Regions from separate parts of the Mus musculus genome. Here all the other regions are linked to region 3. Evidence: chromatin contacts called from public HiChIP or PLAC-seq and promoter capture Hi-C data. All regions are on one chromosome and are shown on one strand. Each heading gives the region's core, a stretch centred on a gene start, on an enhancer-like site or on the middle of the called end of the contact. The rest is flanking DNA. Distances are from core to core; before and after follow the strand shown. Region 1 has its middle 36 kb from the start of Gm32441. Region 2 overlaps Plekhs1 (pleckstrin homology domain containing, family S member 1). Region 3 holds the start of Nhlrc2 (NHL repeat containing 2).

The links. Promoter capture Hi-C pulls out the DNA fragments that hold promoters and counts their contacts. HiChIP or PLAC-seq counts read pairs in DNA pulled down with a chosen protein or histone mark.
Region 1: a contact with region 3 is called in a promoter capture Hi-C map of liver, with 2.3 times the contacts expected there. The contact joins the enhancer-like site here to the promoter of Nhlrc2 in region 3. A contact is called at or near these places in 1 of 39 promoter capture datasets (liver), 1 of 15 datasets of contacts at CTCF or cohesin (the NIH/3T3 cell line), 1 of 484 Hi-C or Micro-C datasets (liver), 5 of 115 datasets of contacts at active chromatin or transcription factors (craniofacial prominence, embryonic stem cells, pancreatic cancer cells and 1 more) and 3 of 9 other capture datasets (adipose tissue, liver and pancreatic islet).
Region 2: a contact with region 3 is called in an H3K4me3 HiChIP or PLAC-seq map of intestinal villus epithelium, with 6 read pairs. The contact joins the enhancer-like site here to the promoter of Nhlrc2 in region 3. A contact is called at or near these places in 1 of 15 datasets of contacts at CTCF or cohesin (the NIH/3T3 cell line), 3 of 484 Hi-C or Micro-C datasets (the HL-1 cell line, forebrain and muscle stem cells), 10 of 115 datasets of contacts at active chromatin or transcription factors (the SCID.adh cell line, bone marrow-derived macrophages, cardiomyocytes and 5 more) and 3 of 9 other capture datasets (adipose tissue, liver and pancreatic islet).

What each region holds. Positions count from the first base shown.
Region 1 is chr19:56,626,927-56,629,684 of GRCm38.p6, reverse strand. No RefSeq gene overlaps it. Among named protein-coding and RNA genes, the nearest start is that of Gm32441, 36 kb to the left of the region's middle. Within about 2 kb of position 1,459, at least 4 of the 459 cell types and tissues checked have an H3K27ac peak or open chromatin away from gene starts, as enhancers often do. A contact at or near this core is called in liver, where this site is marked.
Region 2 is chr19:56,475,683-56,478,797 of GRCm38.p6, reverse strand. It overlaps Plekhs1 (pleckstrin homology domain containing, family S member 1), which reads right to left. Exons shown (of 13, transcript NM_001164263.1): 8 at 1,510-1,644; 9 at 260-375. Among named protein-coding and RNA genes, the nearest start is that of Plekhs1, 16 kb to the right of the region's middle. Within about 2 kb of position 1,312, at least 15 of the 459 cell types and tissues checked have an H3K27ac peak or open chromatin away from gene starts, as enhancers often do. A contact at or near this core is called in intestinal crypt epithelium, intestinal villus epithelium and pancreatic cancer cells, where this site is marked.
Region 3 is chr19:56,546,419-56,549,539 of GRCm38.p6, reverse strand. Nhlrc2 (NHL repeat containing 2) reads right to left here and starts at 1,279. Exons shown (of 11, transcript NM_025811.3): 1 at 680-1,279. The coding sequence starts at 857. Dclre1a (DNA cross-link repair 1A) reads left to right here and starts at 1,418. Exons shown (of 10, transcript NM_001360437.1): 1 at 1,418-1,566; 2 at 1,837-2,903. The coding sequence starts at 2,390.

The DNA.
Region 1 (2,758 bases), core at 210-2,709, 80 kb before region 3:
ACAAACCAGGAACCCACAGTTTTTTGGGTTTTTTTTTTTTTTTTGATCAACAAAACTTAAATAGAAACGGAGGCTATTCATTGTGCTACCAGATTTAGAGCTTTTAACAAGAAACACACTCGTGCTTCAAGGGAAAAAAAAAAGGTCCTCAGAAGTCTGTCTTGCTCTGGCCAACGAGCTTCCAAATTTTGGTGGCATTATAAGTGGTGTCAGGATGACCCATCAACGTGTAAAGATTTTCAAAATTTTATCTTTCTGGAATGAGTCGGTACATTTCAATTCCCATTCAAAGTTGCTTTAAATATATAAGTAGATGATCACATTTACTTTTGAGTCCCAGCAGCCTCTTTTTTTTTTTTCATAAGGATGAAGTTTGTTAGTCTGTCCCATGTGTCTCTCACACCAACAGCCTGGACAACCATGCACGTGTTGCTGTGTTTGTGAGCGTGTAGCAGCCACAAAGCTTAAATCTAGCTAAGCCTCTGTATTTGGGCAAGACAGGGTAGCCTTGTTCCAGAGCCAGGCTGAAGGGGAAGTCTGGGAGCACAGGAGATCTAGCTGAGACTATGAGGGGAGCTATAGATAGAGGTGTTCTGTCTAGTGTCCCCCCTATCCCACTGGGACATTAGCTGGGGGATCTGCATACACACAGCCATTCAAAATTAGAACCATGTGTCCCTTCACTCTGGCCCAAGCTGGTACAGGGGTATGGGGATGCCTAGCCAAAGACTCATAAGTCATAAAAGGAGGGACAGGACAGGCTGGGGCATCAGGAAATCTGTTCTAGACAAAGATGGAGAGGGGAATGAGTAAGAATAAGAGGCAGAACCCAGGACAGCCTTCAGCAAATACCGTGGTGGCCACCCCTCAAAACGGGCAAATCGCAAAGAGGTCCATGGTCCGTACTACCTCCAGTAGGAACCCAGCACAGGAGCCCCTTAAATCCCTCCCAGCCTCTGCAGGCCATGATAGGAGCGTACCTCTCTCTGGAGGAGGTAGACAGCCACTCGCCAGATAAAAGTCAGCTTTACTAGCTCTGGGCTCAATGGTTGCGTTAACTGAAGCCCCCAGAACTAAATGCCAAAGAGCCCTTAGTCTAAGTCTGGTACCCCAAGTCAGTGTGCCTCAGGGGACCAGCAGTGTTTGTCCTGTGGCTCCTTTCTCCGGGTGACGAAATGGAAGAAACTGGAGGGATGTTTATGGAGTGGAAGTCTAGGAGAGTACAAAACAGGCTTCCACGCAGCTGGCCTGAGTCAACAGACCGCCTCCCTCGTGTAGAGAAATGCATCCTTTTCCAGTCACACAGGTGAAATCACACGAAGACTGATCCCATGGTCTCTAGGTTTTGCTGGAATTTTGTGATAGCAAATATTGATTGAAGCTGGTGGGCCGCCAGCACGGTCTGTCCATGTTTGAGAACTCTGGAAACTCTGGCAGGCTGTAGTGGAGAGGATGGGACTGAGTTCCGTCCCTGTGTCTGTTACCAACCAGCAGTGTGTCCTTCCATGACCCTCATGGGCTCATGGCCTGCCTGGTTTCCGCATTTGTAGAAGGACTGGATCTTTGTAGTTGGACTAAGTCTTTTCCAGATCTACGAATGAGTGATCTTATGACGTAAAGTGATATTGCTAAAGTCATCTGATGTTAATTTGGACTTCAAATCCATTCTGATTAATGTTTTCAGGCTCAGGGGGTGGCCTGAAGTGCACTTGCAAAATCCAAATTGGTCTCTTCCAGAGCCTAAGTCAACAGAAGGCTGGTGGCCTTTGGCAGCCACTTGGGGTCTCCAGGCTGGCAGATGGTATGGACTTTGGTACCATTGACAAAGTGTGGTTCACCTCTATCTGGAGCCTACAGTAAAACCATATTAAGTTTTTTGTGTTCCTGTTTCTAGCTGCATAGACACAGTTCAAATAGGGCTGAAAGCCCCAAGGGAGACAACTAGAATTTTAATTACAATCTCTCAAGACCATCAAAGCCTTATTAAGGAATGCTCTGAGTTCCAAATCCTACTAGCACGGGTCAACTCCCTGCAACCAGATGAGTCTCACTTTATAAACACTGGAGAGAAACAAGGCAGCTTTGACCACTGGGTGCTCACAGGAAGCCAGGCTGATGACAGGGTCTGGCCCTATCTCAAACACCTGTGGCTCTCCTTTACAAATAGGGGACAAAATGAAAAAGGAGGTGGTTTCTTGTGCTCAGCCGTGACAATGGCAACCTTTCTAATGCCCAGCTCCAGAATGACATGTGTATTTGGGGATGACAAAGGGGGACGTTTTAGCATCTAAAGCATTTGTGTGAGTGTTTATTTGTGTGAGTGTTCCTAATGAAAGAAAGAAAGCTGTCAGTATGGTCTATAGAACAGTGGTCTGGATTTGTGGTGCACAGAATGGCTACGTAGCCATGGAACTTAACCATCCTTGGGTGATTGTACTGGCTGGTTTTGTGTCAACTTGACACAGCTGGAGTTATCACAGAGAAAGGAGCTTCAGTTGAGGAAATGCCTCCATGAGATCCAACTGTAAGGCATTTTCTCGACTAGTGATCAAGGGGGAAAGGCCCCTTGTGGGTGGGACCATCTCTGGGCTGGTAGTCTTGGGTTTATAAGAGAGCAGGTTGAGCAAGCCAGGGGAAGCAAGCCAGTAAAGAACATCCCTCCGCGGCCTCTGCATCAGTTCCTGCTTCCTGACTTGTTTGAGTTCCAGTCCTGACTTCCTTGGTGATGAACAGCAGTATGGAAGTGTAAGCTGAATAA
Region 2 (3,115 bases), core at 63-2,562, 71 kb after region 3:
AGGTGTCCTCTGACCTCTGACCTCTGACCTCCACATGTGCTTTAAGGCATATGTGTATCTCTCTCTCTCTCTCTCTCTCTCTCTCTCTCTCTCTCTGTCTCTCGCTCTCGCTCACACACACACACACACACACACACACCATTCACATATATAAATACACATGCACCCTCATACAACAGTTAACACAGTGAACTGGTGGTAATTGTTCCACTAAAAGCAGGTTAGCTAGACGCAGTATTTAAGAGGCCGCTCCACTTACCAGGTTCTCAATGATCTCATTGACACGTAATTGCTCTCCGCTCTCTTGAAACCTTGGTCCGGACTATTGGATTCGATGGAGTCACCAGAATCATTGGGTCCAGCAATATTCTCTAACTAAAGACAAGAGGAACAAATGTAAGGATTCAGATCTGCCACTGACCAGGCACCTCCTCACCTTGCCTCACGCCTCTCTGCATCTGGAATAACGCATTTTCCCTCGCAGGGAAAGTGCTTCTTCAGAGAATATTAACCTCGCCCTACTACACACCCGATGGCTTGGTTGTCCCAGAGAAGTATTTTTGGTGAAAGAAGTGTTCTATGCTTAAGAAACATTGGTCAACATCTCTGTGACCCACTTGGCTGCTTTAATCTCTGCCCTCCTGCCCTACCTTCCTCCCACATCCTCTATTTGTGTGTACTACAGATCACTGCTTCGTGGCCATTGTGTCTAAAAGTCAACTCATGGCTCACCACTTCCCTGCTTAGAAGACCTTTGCTCCATGCTGCCCTCAGCATAGAGTCAATTTAGAATTCACTGCCTGTCACGGGCTGGCTCTTTTGTTCTGTTAATTGTCTACTCTGCCATTCACACACTCTGAACTGTAGCCTACCTAAGCAATTGACCAGACAAGGATGTCTGTGGTCTCTGAAGCCTGCATTGAGTCAAAAGGAGCGAACAGTCTTCCCTGTGTCCCAATGCCTACCCTCTTTGGTAACTGAGGCTGTGGGCTCTGAAAGCAAGAGGGCAATGAGGCTCATCATTGTGGCCACCAGGCTGAGCATAGTGTGGGTCCAGCACTCAGAAGGACGTCTAGCTATCAACAGGCTGTCTCATATACACCCACACTGATTACCCAGGGACTTTCATTCTTTTCCTTTCAGTCCAGAAAAATAGAAAGACTACTAAGTCCCAGATTTAATCTGCCAAGTAGTTAAATGTTATCTCCTTTATAGAACCTTCTCTGATCTTCTGCCTGGAAACCAGTTCCCTCTTCCCACCACTGCCACAACCCAAACATCATATAAGCATATGTCTTGTGCGATGGTTGGCTCCTACTCCTGTGCCAGCATGGTGAGCCAGCCACCCGCCTCTGCCAACTTTACCTTTGTGCCTCCTAATCTCAGCCTGTTGGCTCTGGCAGCAGCGTGTGACAGAGGCTGGGCACATATGTTGAAGGAATGAATGCTTAGTGGGGCAGGGTGGAGCAGGGCGGGGTGGGCAGGGCAGGGCAGGGAGTGGGGACTTACTTCTAAACAGGCTTCTAAACTTCGAGGAGTGAGATAGTACTCTTCTTCTGTATCTTGGGTGGGTTCTGAGTGGAAATCATGATCCTGATGAAGATGAGCTTGCCTGAATCTTTGGAGGCTTTTTTGTATTAAATGCTGAATAAGGAAGATACAGAAGAAACTAATGAGTTCCTCCCTCCCTCCTCCCCTTCTTTTCAATAGAATTGAACCAATACTTTCTAGAAAAAAAAAAGTATAATAGATCAATTGGGTTGACAAGATCAGAGGCTGTTTGAGTGTGACAGGCAGAAACCCACATGACTTGAACTTGCTCTTCAGTTTGGGTCCCTCTAATGTGGGAACACATATGCCTAGCTAATATTTGGAATTTTTTCTCTACTGTGAAGAATTACAACTCTGAACAAGAAGTTTTCTACTGTGGGTGGAGTGCAAGTCACAGAGCTTTGTCATGGTGTCCCTACCCCCATCTCTTCCCAGTCCTCTCTCAACAGCCTCTGAGGAAGTAATTAGCCCAGAGTCACTGAACCTCCTTCTGGCTCAGGATCCCTCTTTTGTGTTTTGTTCACAGCTTGTCTGTTTCTACAGCAGTGTAATTAGGTAGTGTTGGCTACGTGACAGTCAGAATTATACGCTTCCAGGTGATGTAGATGCAAGCAATTAATTATTGCCTTCCCTCCCCTAACAGACACCAGATTGCCTACTGATGGAGCTGCCCTGCATGGCATAGGAATTGTTATGAGTGTGACTTAATTTCCCAAGAACAATGCCTGATGGCTGGGGACTTTCATAAGACCTCCCAAATGTTTGCTGGGAATTTTATGGAACTTAGCATTCTCTCTCTCTGTGTGTGTGTGTGTGAGAGAGAGAGAGAGAGAGAGAGAGAGAGAGAGAGAGAGAGAGAGAGACGGAGACATAGAGAACCCTGAGTTGTGATGGTTCAACTTTCAGGTTTTTATGGTCTTTTTGTTTTTTTCTCTCATAAGGGAGTGCAAAAGCAAGATGCATTCACTAGAAACTGTATTTCAGACTTTGAATGTTAGCCTTTGTGTGGGCTACCAATATGGGTATCACAACTTTCTTGTAAACCTGGTGGCAACAGTGAGCTTCAGCTCCTTGATAACTCTGCAATCATGGGGGAAACTGGGGACTCTGCAGTGTGCTGTGTTGCTAGGCTGTGGTGTTCCATAAGGCAGGTGTGTTAAATGCACTTTCAGCTTGTAGTGGTTTGAATATGCTTGGCCCATGGGAAGTGCCACTATTAGGAGGTGTGACCTTATTGAAGGAGAGGTAGCCTTTTTTAGAGGAAGTGTGTCACTGTGGAGTGAGGAGATATATATATGCTCAAGTCTGGGCAGTGTAGTCCACAGCCTCCTCCTGGCTGCCCATAGAAACCAGTCCCCTTCTGCTGCCTGGATCAAGATGTAGAACTGTCTTGCACCATGTCTGCCTGCATGCCATGTCTGAGAGGAAGGCTGAGTTCATCCTGGTTGCCCTATGCCTCGCTTGCTTGCCTGTCTGTGACTTGATGAGACAGCAAGAAGCCCTTTGCCAGCCGAGTCTCCTTGGTCTTGAACCTTACAGCCTTCAGAGCTGTGGAACTGACGTT
Region 3 (3,121 bases), core at 30-2,529:
AAATTAACTATGCATGTGGTTTCAGTGTCACACGCCAGGACACATGCCAACACGGCAGGCTAAACAATGACACTCCCAACCAAAGAAGGTAAGGGAGCGTTTTGTTTAAACTGTACTACCGGGAGTATCGTTTCCCTATGTCCCAACAGTTCCCACTACTAGGATTCAAACCTGAGTACTAAGCTAAAATTGATTCCAGATTTTAAAGATCAATAGGTTCACCACTTTGAACGTGGAAACGCGGTTGGACTAGAAAACCATCAGATGCTATGCCTGTAGAATGTAGTCCAACTCTAGTGGTTATTAGACGGGCAGGTTTCCTAGCCTTCCCTGTGCCTCAGTTTCCTTAACTGTAAAACAAGACTAGTAAGAGGGTCTCGGTGGGTTGTACCAGGTAAGTAGGAGCTCTCAAGTGCTTCAAACCGTCTGTGGCACATTAAAAAGTGATCAATATACACCCATGGAGCCTTGAGGCTACTGACGTCAGGTCACGCAGGATTCCAGACAGAGATGCAAACACTGGTCCCCGCCCAGCAGAACCCCCTCCGTGTGTCGCTGCTCCCCTGGAGCACCTCGGGGGCTGTGGGAGGACCGCAGGGCACCGATCTGCTGGCGGGAGGGAGCCACCGAGGAAGGGGAGGACCCGGGAGCGGCCCCCACCCCGACGCCAGCCCCTCACCTTCCGGAAACTCGGGCACCGCTAGGTCCTGCTCCCAGCCGTCCACCTTCTGCAGATACTGGTAGACCAACTCATCCTTCTCTTGCTGGGTGACGGCGTCCAGCAGGGCGTACTCGAGCGAGGTCTGCGCGGGCAGCAGGCCCGAGAGGCTCGCGCCGCGCGCTCCGGGAGCCGCCATGTTGCGCGAGCTCCCGAGGGCTCCGGGGCCGAGGGCGCGGGTCGGACCAGCGTGCGCCGCCCTCTTGACTCAGAGCGGGGCCTGGCCAGCCCGGCCCTGCGCCACACACGCTTCCGCCTCCAATAAGCCTTCCTCCGGACGCCAAAGTCCAAAGGGCCGTGCTTCCCTGGCGCGTAATTAAACTCCAGAGTTGCCCACCCCGCCCCTTCCAGGTTCCGGGCCGCCGCGAAGCCTGGACGTTCAGAGCGCCAGATTCGACACGGGGAAGGCTGCTAGGGTCGCGCTCCAGAGGAGCTGGGAACCCATTGCCTTTGAAGCCCGGCAGGGAATTCCAAGACAAATAAAATTCAAATAACCATGTACACGTTTAAAAGAGCCGACTTAAGAAAAGCCTGCCCATTTGTGTGTCCCACTCTTAAACTGAGATCAGCCGATTCGGCACGGCAGTGACAGTGGGACAGCGTTCCCGCCAAGAAAGACTCGAAAGGTAAAGAAGGTAAAGCAACCCTCGGAGGAGACTCTTTTTTTTTTTTTTTTTTTTTTTTTTTTTTTTTTTAATGTAGGCAGTGAGGCCGGTGGTTTTGTGTTGACAACAACAAAAGTGTCCTGTGACTCTGGGTGTGCTGAAAGTGCGGGCGCGAATGGAATGTCCCGCGAGCTGGCGCAGAGAGGAGGCAGCTGCAGCGGGGTCCCCCTGCTGCCAGGCCAGGTGTGCCCACGAGGGACTACCGGGAGGAACGGGGCGAGCTGCACAAGGGCTCATTGGGATGTTGGCATTATTTAACCTGGGAATAATGTAGGGCTCCTTCATTGATCTTCCCCCCACCCCAGATCCAAAGGCAAAGAGCGGGAGCCTGTAGGAATTTTCTGGTACCTGACCTCTCTGGAGGTCTGCAGAAGTGGCTGATTGATTTCAGGGCAGACAGCCCCTATGGTGTGGAGTACAGTCTCACATGTTTGAACTTTGTTCACTGTGCAGGGTTTGATCCTAGGATGGAGGAAGAAATGGACTGACCCAGGAAGCTGAAACTGGTTGGACCCATGAGTCACGAATAAGGGCAGCTGTCGGTTGTAACCAACACCTCTTTGATTATGGTCTAGTCTATGGACTAGTCTCACACTAAGTAGACTAGGGACTGTGACTGGACTTGTAAATGGACACTTGTCCACATGAACGAGAGCCAGAATAGCTTTCTAACCATTATATGGAGACTGTTTTCAGTTAAAGTCATTGAGCCTGGTACTTACCGTCAGTGCTTGACATTCAAGACATTCTTGATTCTTATTTTTATAAATCAAGTTCTGAGAAGTTAAAAAAAAACCTGAATGAAATAGTGTCACAATGTAAAGAAAACCGTATAGATGTTACCCTGTAGTGAGTTCTCTTAATTTTATTATGGTATAAAATGGAACAGCAGGTGTTCACAGGTACTAAGTGGGTTGTGTGCCAATATCACCAAAGCTTTCAGTTCCAACCAAGTTAGTTGGCTTTTGGCTACTTTTTTTTTCCTATTAAAAACTTGTTACAAGAAATGGACTCTGAATTCACCAAAGACTGGTGCTGTACTCACAAAAATCATTTGGCCATGTTAGAAGACACGTTTTGGGAAGAAGAAATCTGGGAATATAAATCTAAAAGAAAGCCCAAACCCGTACATCCAAATAATTGTTCTGAAAATATTTCAGAATCTGTTGAAAAATCAACAGATGGAAAACACCAGTCAAAAGGAAATGAAAAAAGGACTTCAGAAAATCCAGGCAAGACGAAGGACCACAAAGTGTGCCTTGCAGAAACAGACAGTCAGATTTCTGCAGGTTCCAGTCAGAGTTCGAGCTGTAGAGATGAGAGTCAGCAGTCTCAAAACAAAGAGACAACACCGAAAAAGCAACATAGAACTCGCAGAGGGAAGCAAGTGACCCCGAAGGTGCGCCCTGTTTATGATGGATACTGCCCAAGCTGCCAGATGCCCTTCTCCTCATTGCTGGGTCAGACGCCCCAGTGGCATGTGTTTGAGTGTTTGGATTCTCCACCTATCTCTGACACAGGTAAGGAAAGACCCATCAAGGCTCCTGCCAGTGTCCCCTCAGTCCCCCCAGGGACTATAGGCGCTTGCAACCATGACTGACTTGTTTACGTACAGGTTTGTAATAGGAACCCGGGTCCTTGTGGACACAGCAGGCACTTTGTCGACTGAGCCATCATCTCAACTTCTCAGTTTCCACAAATGTCGCTGAACCTTTCTTTCACTCTGCTTTCTCCTACT